Regions from separate parts of the Canis lupus genome. Here region 1 is linked to region 2. Evidence: chromatin contacts called from public Hi-C data. All regions are on one chromosome and are shown on one strand. The core of a region is the stretch at or near the end of the contact, and the rest is flanking DNA. Distances in the headings are between cores, read along the strand shown.

Region 1 (5,682 bases), core at 1,678-4,177, 100 kb after region 2:
GAGATTTTGGTCTGTAGTTCCCTTTATTTGTAGTGTCTTTATGGTTTTGGCATCAGGGTAATGCTGGCCTCATAGAATGAATTTAGAAGCCTTCTTTCCTCTTGTGTTTTTTTGGAATAGTTTGAGAAGAATAGATATTAACTCTTTAAATGTTTAATAGAATTTACCTGTCAGACCATCTGGTCCTGGACTTTTGTTTGTTGGGAATTTTTTTATTACTGATTCAGTTTCATTGCTGGTAATTTGTCTGTTTAAATTTTCCATTTCTTCCTGATTCAGTTTTGGAATGTTACACGTTTTTAGGAATTTATCCATCTCTTCTAGGTTGTCTAGTTTGTTAGCATGTAATTTTTCATAATATTTTCTTACAATCTTTTGTATTTCTGTGGTGTCAGTTTTTTCTTCCTTTAATTTCTGATTTTATTTTTGAGTCTTCTCTTTCTCTCTTTCTCTCTCTGTCTCACTCTCTCTTAGTCTGGCTAAAGGTTTATCAATTTTGTCAATCTTTTCAAAGGACCATCTCCTGGTTTCATTCATATGTTGTTATTTTTAAGTTTCTATTTCATTTATTTCTCCTCTAATCTTTATTTCCTTCCTTCTACAGGTTTTGAGTTTTGCTGTGCTTCGTTTTCAAGCTCCTTTTTGTTTATTTGAGATTTTTATTGTTTCTTGAGATATCATTATGGTTCATATTTTCTTGATTCTTTGTATTCCTGGTTATTTTCTGTTTGATTCTAGACTATATGAAGTTTCTGGATATTTTTATATTTCCATGAATATACTTGAGGACCTGGTTAATTGCTTGGAAGCAGTTTCATTCTTTTGTGGTTTGCTTTTAAACTTTGATGGATTGAATAAGAGCAGCCTTTAGTCTAGTACTTCTATTTTCTCAATAATGAGGCCACATCTGTGAATTACCAGGTTTCATAACGTGGCTGTAGGACTTTATGCTAGTCATTTGTGGGCTTCAGGAATTGTTCCCTCTGCTCTTTTTTTTTTTTTTTTTTTAAGATTTTATTTCTTTGAGAGAGAGAGTGACTGAGAGAGCAGGAGGTGGGGGAGGGGCAGAGGGAGAAGGAGAAGCAGGGAGCCTGATGTGGGCTTGATCCCAAGACCCTGGGATCAAAACTTGAGCGAAAGTCCCTCTGCTCGATTCAAATGATTCTTTCCTTAGCCTCAGCTTCCTTACATGTATATGCTTATCAACACTGAGCTAACGACTCCAGGGGGATTCTTGTAACTCTCTGGAGATTTCTTTCTGTACAGGTTTCTTTTCTCTGGTACTCTGCCTTGGAAATTCCAGTTACTTCGGTCTTCCCCAACTGTCAACTCTCCCTCTTCTCAGAGAGACCCCATACCAGTAAGCTGGGACAATTGGGAGCTCACTTCATTTCTTCTCCCCTCAAAGTTCACTATCCTGCACTGCCAATTTTGTAAATTTTTTTTTAGTTATTTCAGGTAGGGAGATAATTCTGTTACTTGGTACTCCATCTTGGGTGTATGTAGACATTAACACTTGTCTTCTAGTTTAAAAAAAAATGCTCAAGGTACTTTAAACAATTTTGGATTAAATTTATTTTCCTTTGCAATTTCTAAAAAATATATTAATATCAAATGTATTTAAACAAAATGTAAGATAATTTAGTATATAGTATACTAAGCTCATTTTCAGCATTTGTTTTTTGCTTATCCATGGTTTATGATATGAAATTGTTTGACTTATTGATTAGAAGAATAGTTGTATTCTAGGCAATTAGAAAAATATTTCATAATATGTAGCAAATAAAATAATTTGTATTTAATATTGTTAGAAAACAATTTTTAAAATATCTTATATTTAAAAATTAAGACTACTTCTGATGATTTTTATAGATTTATGCTCTTATGGGCATCATTGTTTTGCTTTGTGGAGTATTCTTATAGAAGTTTTTGTATAATGAACTGCTTTTTTCTCAGGTTTTTTTTTTTTAATTTCATAAAATTATAATGACCTATAATTAAGATTTCTCATAATTAGTATTTAAATGAGATAAATTTGGTATTACAAGGAGAGTAATAAATTTAGGTACAGTAGGGAATGTAGAAAGACACTCAACTTTAGAAACAGTTAAAGTAGAAGTTGAGTCTTGGCCCACTTTGTACAAGTTGTATTACTTCTTTAGCTTTATTTTGTTACATTCTCACAATCTTTTGGAGCCTTATTTTCTTCTTTAAGGTATTTTTTCTCAAAGACAGTTGTGGGAATTAGATACATTTTGTGAGAATAATGGTAAACTACAAATGATATATAAAAAGCAGGCATCATTATGAGATTTAGCCTGAGGATTTTAAGTTTTGAATAGTATGTAATTGGAAACTTTGTACCTAATCCTAATATTGATAACCAGAATTATTATCTTGGTCTGTGCTTTCTTTAGTTTCAGACATTTTTAGAATTTGATTTTTGATACCCAGTGTAATAGAAATGAGTCATATTATCATTTCTTTCTTTATTTTGCAGCACACCATATGCACTTCACCCACATATACGATGTGGATTGTAGAGAGAAATAGGATGTTGCTCAATAGCCCACATCTCTTAACAAAGAATACTTTTCAGCATTTCTCATGAGATTCTCTTAGACATTAGGAAGTGCAAACCCTTAGATTTAAACTAAATTCATGAACTCAATAATATTTAGTGAGAAAATTTGAGAAGCAGACCATTAAGTTAGATTCTATATCCTCTGTAAATACCAGTGACTTTACCCTTAAAGCAGATTAGAAGACCTTTGTTTTTAAGTTCTGAAACATTTTCTGCAGGATAATACAGGAGTTGTTACTGAGAATCAGAATAAAAGGCTACAGAATTGTGGGAGGCTTGCCCTCTATTTATGAATCAGATTTTAAGTGGAAACCACAGTCGTTTCCTTGTTTCTCATTCATGCTTTAGCAGAGGATGTGATGCCATAGATCTGGCTTGGTTTGTAGTTTCTCCTTTAAGGTTCACACCACATTCTTTTCCTGTTTAGAAGCCACAGCAGTTTTAATATATTACCAAACCACAGAATGTACCTTGCTAGATGTTTAGTGGGGGGATGTGTGCTACATATTGTTTGGTAGTCTCCGTATTCATTGTGGCAGTGTAGTCTAATTAGGTCCTATTTCAGAAATTTAGCATAAGTAAATAAGTGCACAATATAGATAAATGTATTTGGGGTACATTGTATATAAGCATATATCTGCAGACTTGTGGAAAACAGTTTTAACCCTTTGTTAATTTGTATTTGAAATAATGCTTTATGTTGTTTAACTTGAATATTTGTTAATTTTCTTTTATTCTTAGCATCATCGCATGCCATGGGTTGCCTCTCATAAATGGACAAAGCTGTGACCCTTATGCAACAGTTTCTGTAGTGGGCCCTTCTAGGTAATGTTTTTTTTTTTTTTTTTTTAAGTTTTTATTTAAATTCCAGTTAGTTAACATACCCTGTAATATTAGTTTCAGGTGTACAATATCATGATTCAACACTTCATACAATACCCTGTGCTTATCACAATTGTACTCCTTAATCCCCATCACCTATTTCACCCATCCCCCCCACCCACATTTCCTCCTGGTAAACATCAGTTCTCTATAGTTAAGAGTCAGTGTTTCTTGGTTTGCCTCTCTTTTTTTTTTCTCTATGCTCACTTGTTTTGTTTCTTAAATTACACCTATGTCAAAATCACATGGTATTTGTCTTTCTCTGACCGACTTATTTCACTTAGCATAATACTCTCTAGCTCCATTCATATCCTTGGTAGGTAATGTTTATTGAATTATTATTGAATTTTTTTAACCTCTAAACAATGTCAAATATGCCTTTATTTTCCATAAGTACACTAATTTTAACCCAGAAATGTAAGCATCTCTGGATCTGAAGACTCAATATGTATATGGGTTTAACAAATGATTTCCTTCTTTGACAGTAGATGCTTCGTTACATTGAAATGATCAGTGGTTGGTTTCTATTTGTAACTTGGAGTTCAGAATTCAGAGAGAGCAATTATTAGATTTTTTTCAGTTTTGAAATATGACTTAAGAATTACAAAATTAGGGCAGCCCCGGTGGCGCAGCGGTTTAGCGCCGCCTGCAGCCCGGGGTGTGATCCTGGAGACCCTGGATCGAGTCCCACATCAGGCTCTCTGTATGATGCCTGCTTCTCCCTCTGCCTGTGTCTCTGCCTCTCGCGCGCTCTCTCTGAATAAATAAATCTTTAAAAAAAAAAAAAGAATTACAAAATTAAAGCTCTAAGAATAAATGTTTAATAGCTATTTATGACACAAAGTAATGCATGCTTTGAAAGAAAGATCGTTAGTGAGTTCTGTTATATGCTTGCAAACAACCAAGTCCTGTTTTTATAGAAAGAAAGTGGACTCTGTTGGACTCTTAGACTATGAGGAGTAACTTTTCAAATCTGCTGGACTCTTAGACTGTGAGGAGCAACATTAGTTTTATAGTAATTAAAATGTACTTTAAAACATAAACTTGACCTTCTTCATTCATTATCGACCTTCCTGCCTTCAAATGTCTTAGATTTTATGCAGGTAAAATCCTGTTTTAAGAAATGCTAGCCCAGAATAGCAAGGCAGTTTCCATATTTTTATCTGGAAAGCAGCTCAGAACTAAAAATGCCTTTTCTACTCATGGCATCTGTGCTCTACAGAGAGAATTCCAAGCTGTAGACAGACTGCTGAAGTACCAGAACATGGTAAAGTGCACCATATCATTGATTTAAATTATTTATGATAATTAATGGAAAAACCTATAGCAATTTGTATATTTTGTATTATTTAACTTCATTATGATTTCTTTCAGAGCCTGACTAGTCTGAAATTTGCCTACAACTTGAAGGTTTAAAATCAGGAAACAAAGAGCAAAATATTCCCTCCACACCAAACACATACATACATACACAGACATATGCCCCTTCTCCCCAACTTCAGGCTCTCTAGGTATTCTTTTTATTTATTATTTTTATTAGTTTTTCTTAATTCCAGTATAGTCAGTATACAGTGTTATATTAGTTTCAGGTGTACAGTATAGGTATTTTTATTTTATAGAAAATCACCAGTAAGTCACTTTTAAAAAAAATGTATTTGTATATATGTATATAAAGTACCTAGCACCATGTAGGACTTATTGTGTGCTCAAACAGTATTGTGCTGTTATTACTGTGGATGGTTTTAAATTTGAAAGCAGATACTTAATCCATTAAGATTCATGCAGTCAGAGGGATTTAGTTTAGTATGTTAAAAATCCTGTAGTTTTGTATGTTAAAAATCCTGTTTAACCTAGTGGAGCTGTTTTTTGTTTTGTTTATAATCTGTAGCTAAAGACAAATTCTTTAGTGTAATCATTTAGTAACATACAAACAAACTGTTTGGCATATGAATTGGTTATTAGGAGTCATTAATAGAATTGATAGTGTGCTATCATCACATTAGATGTTAAAATTGGGAAAGGCTAGGGAAAGACTTCATGGGACTTCTTTGCAACCTTCTTTAATTATTTCAAATAAAAAGTTTTTTTAAAAGGCCATATTGTACCTGAAGCCCAAGAAATAAATTTAGTTAAGAATGCTTTTCGTGTTCCTCAGGTTCCTCAGGTATTTTTCAGCATAGATAAAGGTACTCTGAATCTCATTGTCTTCCTTTTAC
Region 2 (5,533 bases), core at 231-2,730:
ATAGTGTTTAATACTTTATTTAATTTAACAATATATCATGGAGAACCTTCCGGGTGGGGAAGGGGCACGTGGATCCATCAGTCTCATTCTTTTAATGCCTACATAGCACTCCCTTGTAGGAGTTTGTTAAACGTTTGTTTCCAGTCTTTTCTTTATTCATGCATTTTAGACCATTTTTACAACAAAGATGGAATCAAACAGGGAAAGAGTTTCCTGCTTAACTCTCACCCAGAAACGCCAATAAACAGAAGCCCCACTCCGTTCTGAAGTTCCTGGTAGTTTGGATGAATGTGATTCAAATCCTGAGCTCTTGAGCAAAAGTCTTCAGACTCATTTTGCTCTGTATTAAATGCAAGCTGAACAGAAGTGCTCCTGTCTGCAGGGTCCCCTGTTGTTTAGACAAAAATGGGATGTAGGGAGGAAACGAGAAGAACCTAAGATGGACGGATGGGAAAGTTGGACCGGGAAGCACCTCCCCTCATCTCCAGGCCCCCTTCATGCCACCTTTATTCCTTCTCTCTGTGCTCCCAGCCTTTCTCTGCCTCTCCCTAGCTGCAGCACAAGACGTTGGCCAGCTGACAGGACCTCACAGGCAGTGTCCATCAGACAGAGACGGCCATCCCTGGGTGCTAATTGCCAGTTTCTGGAAAAGGATGTCTGATTCCTGCCTCCCTCCCCCCTCTACTGAAGACACTGGTTCCCCTTGGTCGGTTTAGTCCGGATCCAATTAGCTCTGGTTAAAGGGACTGAGCCCCCTTAGGAGACTGCAGAAGCCTAATCCTGAGGGCAAACCCAACATTCAGAGAAGGCGGGGTGGGCTGGGAGAGGCCCTCAAGTGCCCACCACGAGGTCCTGAGGGAGGAGGTCAATAGCTGCATCAGCAGGAGGCCTTGACACCTGCTATGTGGCTTCCAGCCTTGCTGGGCAGCTTTCCTTCCCCAAATGTCCCACACAGATGTACCTGGACAGTTGTTAAAAGGCCCGCCTGGCTTAGGGGTGGGCTCAGGCCTTGTCTCATGACAGCATTTCCCCCATATCTTTGGGTGGGATGGCGTGGGACAACGCAAAGTGTGTGATTTGAGTAGGTATTTGTAAAGGAGACCTCACCTCCCACCCCCCGACACATACTACACATTAAAAAGTGTACTTGTTTTGACAGCGTTTTCACCTCCCTTCGCCAATTTGCAAAAGTGTTCTTAAGAAACTTTCTAAACTTGTTTATGCCCAACTTGTCTTTGAATGCATTCTTTTTGAAAACATATTTGTTAAAAAAAAAAAAGAAGAAAACATGTTTATAAGTGCAAAGTGGATAATGTAAACAAGCTGTCAGCATTTGAGAGAAAGCTGGGGGACCCCCGGGCAGGATCTATGCCTAAATTGCCACCTGCTGTAACCTCCACAGCCCTTGTAACAGCTTTAGCCTGAAAGCCCAGCCTGCCCTGCCCTCGCTAGGCCTCAGCCCTGCGCCTTCTCTCTTAAGGAGACCGAACCAGACGCGCAGGAGGGGCCTCCACCTCTGTGCCGACCGGAGGGAAGCTCTTGCCAGCAGAGGTCACTGACGCGCCGGCTTGGGGTTCGGCAGCCGCCGAGGCCGCAGGGTAGGTCCCCGCCCTCCCCGATTCTTGCTCCTTCCTGTCCATTCATTTGCTCCCTGCTTGGCATATTGAAGGAAATAACCCCAGTGGCGCGTTAGCAAGGTGCGTGCATGCCGTGGACACTTTTTCTCACTGCTACCTACCCCTTTTTTTTTTTTTTTTAAGATTTTATTTATTTATTCATGAGAGACATAGAGAGAGAGGCAGAGACACAGGCAGAGGGAGAAGCAGGCTCCATGCAGGGAGCCCGACGTGGGACTAGATCCCGGGTTCCCAGGATCAGGGCCTGGGCTGCAGGCGGCGCTAAACCGCTGAGCCCCCCGGGCTGCCCTACCTACCCTTTCATAGCCCAAATCTGAGTCTTTAGTTTAACATTAAGGTAATCCTCGGAATAAGACAGGCAGTAACATGTGACACAGAGCAGCAGGGTCCCCTCCAACCTTGGATGGCATCTGACCAGGTGCAGCCCGATCCGGAAGCTAGTTATAGCTGCTTCTTGCCTGGATTCCTGGGACCAGGAATCACCCCACCACACACACACACACACACACACACACACACACACACACAGACATGAGCCTGAAGGTAACACGGACAGAGACCCCTATGATGCAGGGATGGGCGCTGTGTATGGCGTGGGGCGGTACAAGCCAGTGAGAAGGGCAAGGGCGAGGGTCCTGTGGCCGCCTGCAAAGAATGAGAGGCATTGAGCAGCCACCTGTGAGCCCAGGGCTCCCCGTGGACAGCAGCTGCATACATGGGACCAGTTTGCCAGCATTCTGTAGTGGCAAGAGATGCTACGAGGGGTCATGCGTCCATTAAGAGGGGAGGGGAGGGGACGCCTGGGTGGCTCAGCGGTTGAGCATCTGCCTTTGGCTCAGGTCGTGATCCTGAGGTCCCGGGATCGAGTCCCTGCATAGGGCTCCCCACGGGGAGCCTGCTTCTCCCTCCACCTGTGTCTCTGCCTTTCTCTCTGTCTCTCATGAATAAATAAATAAAATCTTTAAAAAAAAAAAAAAAGAATGCAGGGGGAAGAAACTGCATCTGTAGGATGGGGCAGAGAGTAGTAGGGCACCTAAAAACCACTGAATTGCAATAGGACAGCGCCCACCGATACTGGGGGGTGAGGGGGCGGGGGCTGAGGTGCTCCCGGCGTCAGAGGCCAAGGGAGACGCCAGCTTCCCAGGCCGCGGGATGTGTAGCCGCCCCTGCGCCCTGGCAGCCGGGTAACTGCACCTCACAGCCCCTGGGCGACAGATACGTGATGGCCCCGGAAAACCGGGAGGTGCAGGGGTTACAGCGGCAGCAGGACACCCCGGGAAGCCAAGGGAACCACCCACTTGTCTGGGAAGAGCGCCGAGCAAGAAGCAAGTGACCTAAGCCTCAGCTACTCAATCGCACTTCCAGGGTCACAGCGAGTGGCTCAGGATTGTGCATGTGACCCGCTCAGCGCCAATGAGACTTAAGATTCCTGGGAACCCTCGGAGAGAGGCGGTTCCTCCCGGCGCTGGGCTTGGAGCTGAAGGAGTGCGAGCTACTGCTGCAGAGCCCGGTGGCCGTCGGCCTCCCCCTCCTCCTCTCCCTCCTCCTCTCCCTCCTCCTCCTCCTTCTCTTCCTCCCCTCCTCCTCCTCTCCCTCCTCCTCCTCCTCCTCCTCCTCCTCCTCCTCCTCCTCCTCCTCCTCCTCCTCCTCCTCCTCCTCCTCTCCCTCCTCCTCTCCCTCCTCCTCTCCTCCTCCTCCTCCTCCTCCTCCTCCTCCTCCTCCACCTCCTTTAAGATTCGGTTTATTTATTTGAGAGAGAGAAAGAGAGAATGAGCAATGGGGAGGGGCAGAAAGAGAAGGAGACCCAACTGCCTTCTTGTCAGCACCAGGGGGGACTGGAGCTTTGTGGAACCACCTGGAGCTCCTGAGTTCGTAACTCATCCAGTGGAAGAACCTGGAAATGGAGGGAAATTGAGTGCTGATGGCACTATTTGAGCCCTGAATGCAGCCATACCTGGAGTTAATTTTACTCCTGGGTTTTCTGGAAGCCAACAAATTCCCCCTTGTGCTCATGGAGACTGCACTCTTGCACCTCCTGGGCGAGAGGGGAGGTTAAGTGTTCTCTGACCCACTGCTGACATCTGATACCCTTAGGATGCTTTGTATTGAAGTTGACCTTTGTATTGAGGTTGAGATAAAACCAGCTGGCCAAGGCAAGCTGCCCTGGCTCCTAAAGTCCCCTGATGCTTGCCCCTTACAAACATCCAGACCATTCTGAATCGTTGTGACCATTCCTGACCCCAGAGTGGGAGCCAACGGCTTGAAGGCAATGCATCTGAAACTCTAAGATCAACACAGAGATGCCAGCATTCCTATTACTACAGAAAACAAAACACATTTAGAAGCATCTCGTTGACACTGAAGTTAAAACTTCAACCTTAGATGTAGAAGAGCTTCTAGCAGGAGAGAGATGAGAAATTAATTGGATCGTTCCCATAATTACTAATTTAAATATGTAAAGTGTCACTGGTTTTTCCCTTTATGCAAAGCTCTGCCTTTATTCCTTTTTTAAGAGATGGTTAAAAAAAATACCTAGGGTGGGGGGGCCTGGCTGGCTCAGTCATAGGAGGTTGTTGCTCTGGTCATGAATTCAAGTCCCACTTTTAGTGCAGAGATTACTTAAATTAATAAACTTTAAAAAGAATTATCTAGGGTCATTTCTGCTTTTGTTCCTTTTTTTTTTTTTTTTTTTTTTACTGAAGTTAAACATACCCACAGTACAGTGCACAAAGCTTAACTGTATACAGCTTGATGGATTTAGCATATGAAAAACAAGTGATCTGTTCTCTTTGGGTCTGTAGTCCTCATCTGTCAGGTGAATGTTAATGAGGCAGCAATTCTCAGAGATTTCTTCCAAGCCAGTGACCCCCTGAGTTCTGGATGTTTTCATGCAGTAGCACCTATATCACTGGTGCAATGAGTCCTTTTCTGCACACCTGATACCTTGACACTGTGTGGTTGGCCCCAGATAAATCTTTGTTAGGCTGTTTCCCCGGGACTGCCTCTGACACTACTTCCAGAAGAGCCCAGCTTTGGGAACAGGAGGCTGTTGACCGAAGAGCCCCTGGCCCACGCCACTGCCACAGTCATCACAGTGAACACAGCACCTGGATGAGAGGAATCAGGGAACCCATCACAGCCACACTGGTAAATGACCACATGGAGAGGGTTTAATAGGTATTTACTGGATGAATGGAGAAGTGGATGGATCTCCATTCCAAATGCTTCAGGGAGGCAAAAAGAACTAAACAAAGAAGAAAGCTGGTTTTGAAGTAATCAGGCTATTGTCTTGACAGGAAAGAGGATTCCCTGGCCATCCAGCCTGATGCTTATTGTTCAAATCAATTACCAGTTTCACTGTCGTGTAACTGCACAATCAAACTGCTTGGAAATCCTCTGGAGTCCAACATCTTGCTTTAAGCTGTAAGGAAACCAGAGTGTTTATAAAGTGTTTGCTGAAGGGTTTGTGTTATGCCTGATAATATTAGATCAGCTGGGGGAAAAGCATGTGTATCAGTTAGGATGCTTTGGACAGCAATCCATAGAAAACCCAACTTAACAAGATGTCCCGAAGTAGGCAGTTCCAAAGCTCAGTTGTATCAACAAGGACTTGGGCCTTTATTCACCTCTGTCAACTGCTTATAATACCTACACTCTACAGAAGGTGGCCAGAGCAGCAGGCCCTCACACAAGTCCAAAACCAAGAAGAAAAGATAGCATGGCAGCATTTTCTCCCTACCTTTTCAGCAATCCACAGTCTAGACCAATCCCTGGCAAGGAGGAAAGGCATGGTTGCAAGAACGGTTATCCTCTGGGATTGACTCCTTGTCACCAATTAACTGTACAAAATCGGGGCTTTTTGAGCATGGAAGGAGAAGACATCTTCTATAGCATGG

What was found. Hi-C and Micro-C count contacts between places; a contact is called where the count stands out from the background.
Region 1: a contact with region 2 is called in a Hi-C map of blood, with 4 times the contacts expected there. The contact joins the enhancer-like site here to the promoter of RASA2 in region 2. A contact is called at or near these places in 6 of 9 Hi-C or Micro-C datasets (amygdala, blood, liver and 1 more).

What each region holds. Positions count from the first base shown.
Region 1 is chr23:37,988,289-37,993,970 of UU_Cfam_GSD_1.0, forward strand. It overlaps RASA2 (ras GTPase-activating protein 2), which reads left to right. Exons shown (of 28, transcript XM_038571086.1): 10 at 3,326-3,409. Among named protein-coding and RNA genes, the nearest start is that of RASA2, 100 kb to the left of the region's middle. Within about 2 kb of position 2,928, at least 4 of the 20 cell types and tissues checked have an H3K27ac peak or open chromatin away from gene starts, as enhancers often do. A contact at or near this core is called in blood, where this site is marked.
Region 2 is chr23:37,888,436-37,893,968 of UU_Cfam_GSD_1.0, forward strand. RASA2 (ras GTPase-activating protein 2) reads left to right here and starts at 1,481. Exons shown (of 28, transcript XM_038571086.1): 1 at 1,481-1,598.